2 separate regions of the Oryctolagus cuniculus genome follow, and region 2 is linked to region 1. Evidence: chromatin contacts called from public Micro-C data. All regions are on one chromosome and are shown on one strand. The core of a region is the stretch at or near the end of the contact, and the rest is flanking DNA. Distances in the headings are between cores, read along the strand shown.

The links. Hi-C and Micro-C count contacts between places; a contact is called where the count stands out from the background.
Region 2: a Micro-C map of ear pinna shows a contact between it and region 1, with 2.8 times the contacts expected there. The contact joins the promoter of CLIC1 here to the promoter of NEU1 in region 1. A contact is called at or near these places in 2 of 6 Hi-C or Micro-C datasets (ear pinna and psoas muscle).

The regions. Positions count from the first base shown.
Region 1 is chr5:138,673,344-138,675,852 of mOryCun1.1, reverse strand. It overlaps NEU1 (neuraminidase 1), which reads right to left and starts at 1,256. Exons shown (of 6, transcript XM_002714312.5): 1 at 833-1,256; 2 at 301-493. The coding sequence starts at 1,168. SLC44A4 (solute carrier family 44 member 4) reads right to left here. Exons shown (of 21, transcript XM_008262603.4): 19 at 2,353-2,447; 20 at 2,187-2,271; 21 at 1,421-1,662. The coding sequence ends at 1,541.
Region 2 is chr5:138,879,359-138,881,867 of mOryCun1.1, reverse strand. CLIC1 (chloride intracellular channel 1) reads right to left here and starts at 1,256. Exons shown (of 6, transcript NM_001082111.1): 1 at 1,218-1,256. The coding sequence starts at 1,256.

The DNA.
Region 1 (2,509 bases), core at 7-2,506:
GGGTGGAACTGGCACCTGTGGTTGGGCCATGGGGTCACCTGGTTTCCAGCAGTGGTCGCAGAGGGCTAGAGCCTAGGACGGTGTCCAGGGCGTAGATCCCGCCACAGGTAAGACTGTGCCATTTTACTAAATAAATATTTTTTGAATGAACATTCACTTATTGCCAATCCCAATGTCCAGATCACGGCCCTGGACGCCTTCCCTCCTCAGGTTCTTCCTACCCCTGGGAGCCCCTGAGCAGTGCGCGCTCCCCATGCATCCAACCCAGCACTTGCTCTTTGGATCCAAGCATCCTCATACCCTGGTCGGTGGACCTCCGCAGCGCGATGAACTTGGCCCCCGCGTCGGATGCCGACATTTTTCTGGCCTCAGCGAAGGCTAGGAGAGTGCCTTGAGGGGTGGCCGTGATGAGCGGGATGCGGAAAGTGTCCACTTCGCCGATCTGTTTCCCGCTCACCCACAGCAGCTGCTCCATGGTCACCAGCGGCTGCACCTGCCACGGGGAGGAGCAAGGGTCAACACGGACCAGCCTGAGTCAGGGTTCTGGGACCGACTCGGACTCGGGTTCTCAGGGGAGTGAGGGTAACTGGGATTCCCAGAAGCACTAGGGATCCTAGTGCAGGAAAGGGGAACCTGAAAAGAGAGTTTGGAGCGAGGCTGGTGGCTGGGAGCGGAAGAGGCGCCACGGGGAGAGAAGGAACGCGGACCTGGGGAGGAAGAGGGGCCGAGAGCGGGTGCGGAGCGGCCTCTAGAAGCGAGGGGCGTCCCATCGCGGGACCGGGCAGCGACCACCCGCGGCAGTAGGGATGGAGATTGACGAGGGGTGACTCACCAGGCTGAAGTCATTCTTAGCCCCAGCTTCGAGCCCGGCCAGAGTCAACAGCAGCTGGAAGAGAGCCGCAAACACCTGCGCCCTACCGCCTCTCCGCAAACCCAGCGTCCGCGGTGCCCAGGGTCCGGCCAGGAGCGCTGAGCCCAGCCGCTCGCCGGTCATCGCTTCCTCAGGCGGCCGCGACCCTCTCCGCGAAACTAGACATGGGCTGGAGCCGATCAGCTGACCCGGGCCCTTTAAACGCCGAGTTGTCACCCTCAAGCCCGCCCCGCGCCGAGCAGCCAGGCCGCGGGGCGCGCAGCCGCACCGCCGCGCCTCTAATTGGCCCGAAAGCATCCTGGCCCGCCCATGCGATTCGGTAGCGCCCGAGAGCGCGACCTCCTGAATGGTTCTCCCAAAGGCGCCGGAGCGCGTGACTCGGCGGAGAGCAAATTGACCCGCGCGAAGTTGGGCGGCATTCCTCCGTCCAAGCCTTATGATTGGCTATGGCACCCGGGCCACGTCACGAGGGGCGGGGCCGACTTTTAAAGAGCCGGCGCGAGACGGAGGGGGAAAAAGGCCGGACGTCTTGGAGTAGAAGTCACAGACTGAGAAACAAAAATCTCAATCTTTAATAAAATCTTTATACTACAAAATAGAGATCTGTGAGGCGAAGTGTGGCTGGGCGAGGGTACGGGCGGGTGCAGTCCTGGGTCAGGGCCAGGGCCCTCACTTCTTCCTCTTTTTGTCCCCCGGAGGCGCCTCGTTTTTCTTGCCCAGAATCTTCAGAAGGGATTTGGACATGTAATAGGGCCGGTCCCGGGAGCCGTCGTTCCGCTCCAGGTCTTCCACTGAGCCGCAACGAAGACGGGTTAGAAGGGGTGGGAAGTCCGTCCCCGCTCCCGCTGGGTGGGCCTGTGTGGCTCCCGGGTTTTTTTCTCCGGGTTTTGTGGACTGTAAGTGGGATCACCCTAGAGTGATGCTGAGGATAAACTGCAAACGCGCGGCACGGTGATGCACCCCGCGGGGTAAGGAGGCGCCCTCATTACAGCCACCTGCTGGGAAGTCCCCCTTGCGGCCCCTTAAGTGGGGAGGTTCGCTCTTTCCTTTCTTCCCAAACCCCTGGGCACAGGATGTCAGAAGGGACTCCCTCTGCCTCCCCTGGTTCACAAAACGCTGTTTCTGGAAACACCAAGTCTCTAGGAAACACCTGAACAGCCTGGAACCTTGAGGCTGGACTGGACAGGGGTGTTTGTTGTGTGTGTGTGTGTGTGTGTGTGTGCACAGGCAGGGTTGTCACTCATGGAAGCAGAGGAAGAGGGTGTCCACGGTGTGTGTGTGTGTGTGTGTGTGTGTGGCCGGGGTTGTCACTCACAGAAGCAGAGGAAGAGGGTGTCCACGCACATGCCAAAAACACTGAAGAAGCCACTGGCGATGACGTAGGCCCCCACGATGGAGGTCTGGAAGACAGAAAGCCCAATGGGGCTGCTAGGTTCCTTTGGAAAGTCGGGGTGTGCGGCAGAGGGGGCGGGGTCACTCACCATGATGGGCAGCCAGTAATAGTTGAGGTGGGGGTTCTCAAAGTCTTTACCCAGTCCCTGGATTCGGCCCGAGAAAAAAAAGAAGGCCAAGACCCCTGTGGGAGAGGACTAGAGGTTAGGGCTTTCCTCTGAGGCCGCCAGGCACCCCGACCCTCTG
Region 2 (2,509 bases), core at 7-2,506, 210 kb before region 1:
TGATCTCATCCCCCCAGGGACACCTCCCCCCAGGCTGAGGGTGATTCATCTCTGTGTCTCCGGCCTCAGCAGCTTCCTTCCTGACAAGGAAGTGGTGGGGGCAGGGACCTGTGAGGCCGAGGCCTGAGCAGCTAAGGCCACCCCTCCAGCCCCCAGCCCCAGGTCCCCCTGCCAGGGGTCTCCTCAGGCTCCAGATAATCCTCCTGACACAGGACTCAGGGCCAGGACCTCTGCGGGCAGCCTCACCCAGGCGGAAAAAGAGCCCCGGAGGCCAGGTTGAGAGTGAGGTGGGGACCACACCTAAGGGGGCGGGCCCAGGGAGAGGGAATGGCTGCCGAAAGCAGAGGGAGAAACAAGAACACTCAAGGATGAGACGAACGAAAGGGGGAAGCAGAGAGAAAGGAGGCAGGGACGTGGAGGGTGGGGAGAAGGTGCCAATGGGGCGATGCGAACCGAGCAGAGCAGGGAGGAGGAGGGAGGGAGGAGCTCGGACCTCAGGTCCCAGGCCGGGAAAGAATGCGGGGCTGGGCGGGGGTGGGGAGTGGGGCGGACCCAGACAAGGCTGTGCGAGGTGTTGACACGCAGTTGCCGTGAGACCACCTCTCTTCATCCTAAACCCCCCCCTCCCCACGGGGAGGACAGAGTTGGGGCGAGTCTCCAACAACTCCCATATCTGGAATGCCCTGACCCAGCTCTCCCTACCTAACCTCAGGGCAGCTCCTGCGGAACTCAGCCCCTGGCCACCGGCTCCCCTCTGCCGCTTCCCCAGTCGTGTAGCTAGCTGTTCCGTGTCACGCCTTGCTTTCCAGCCCTGCCCCGTGAACTCCACTCCCATTCTCCTCTCCCGTTCCTTCCACCGCACCAGTTCTTCCCAGGCCAACCTCCTCCTGGACCCCCGCACCTGCCGATCTTAGCTGCCCTTCCCAAACCCTGCCGGCCCCCGCCCCCTCCCCACCGTCTCACTCCTGGGAACTCTCCCTTTCCCGTGCCTTCCTCCATCTCTTTGACAAACTTTGCAGGGTTTATTCTACAACTCCCATTCCCCGCTCAAAGTTAATGGGCTTCTCCTTCCGCACGCACACCACAAAGACTGCACGTGGAATTTGGGGTAGGGGTGAAGGAGGGAAGGGGTGGAGAGTCGGAGCTGGATCTGGGGAAAGCCGAGAGTTGGCTTCCAGGAATTCGGCCGGGGCCCAGAGAGAGGAGGTGTTCTTTACCTTCACGAACAGTTCGACCTGTGGTTGCTCTTCAGCCATGGTTGCGTCGGGGACCAGGAAGCAGCAGTCGCTGGGGGAACTGGGAGGGGCCGGGACCAGGGAAGGCGGTCTCACGGTCGGGGCTTCTCTTCCCTCAGACCAAGGGCAGTCCCTTCAGCGCCACACAAGCCTGATCAAATCCTCTCCCTCCAGACACAGCCTCCCCACCGGCCCAGTGCACCCCACGCCCAGCTTTGCCAGCTCGGTCCCCTCCTGGGCTGGATCAGAGAGCCGCTGACTCACCGGCCAGCCCCGCCCTGAACCTGGGGAGGGGACTGGAGGGGGCGGGACTGGGAGACCTAGGGAGTGGGTCCAGAGGGGAGGTACTTCTAAAGATCAGAAATGGGGAGGAGGAAGAGGGTCCTGGGAACTCTTTCTCTGACCTCTCCTGAACACACATGGCATTTTTTTCCTGCCTCAGTTTCCCTGCTTCATTAATCAGCGGACAATCCCACTTCACCCTGGCTAACAGCTTGGGAACGCCCTTGAAGAGCCAGAGACAGGATCTTAGGACAGAAAGGTGGTCGTTCCTTCTGCATTCCTCCCAGGCGCCAGTCCTGAGTCTGGGTTGCTAGGACTGTGGCCTGGGAGGAGAACTTGGAAATGGCAGAGGGACTGGGAGTAGGGCACCGTGAAGGGTGGTGCAGAAGACGGGAAGGGAGAGAGGAGGCCTTGAGCTAGGGCACAGAGCGCTGAGCCATGAGGCTTCAGTGCAGGGGAGGCCTGCACCAGTTTTAGTGCTCCCAATTCTGCTCCCCATCCTGGGACCCCTTCTGGGCCCCCCATCCTCTCCTCCCTGGCTGGCTGCCTGGGGCATGAGGTGCATGCATGGGGTTATCCAGGATGGAGCTGCACTGACCCTGGGGGTGCGGTGCTATCTGGTCCTATCATGGGAATAAAGTAAAGATCAGACAGAGTGCCGTGAGTGGCATCCTGGGTACACACAAAGAAGTAGGAATGACAGAGGAAGGGAAGCACTCACCCTCCCCATCACCTTGATTGGGGAGGGTCTACCAAACTCTTATGACCTGCTTCCAAAAAAAAAAAAAAAAAGCCCTAGAATATATCCCCTAAAGAAGACCTATTCCAGCCTCCTTGTCCTGAGTTTCTCTTCTGTCCAAGCATCGTTTCTCTTTCTTCCTCACCTCCTTCTGCCTGATTAAAAAAAAAAAAAAAACCCGCAGTCCCAGAAACACCTGGGAGAACACGAGACCGTGGAAGCCAAACCGGCCTTGAAACGTAAAGAAGAGGAG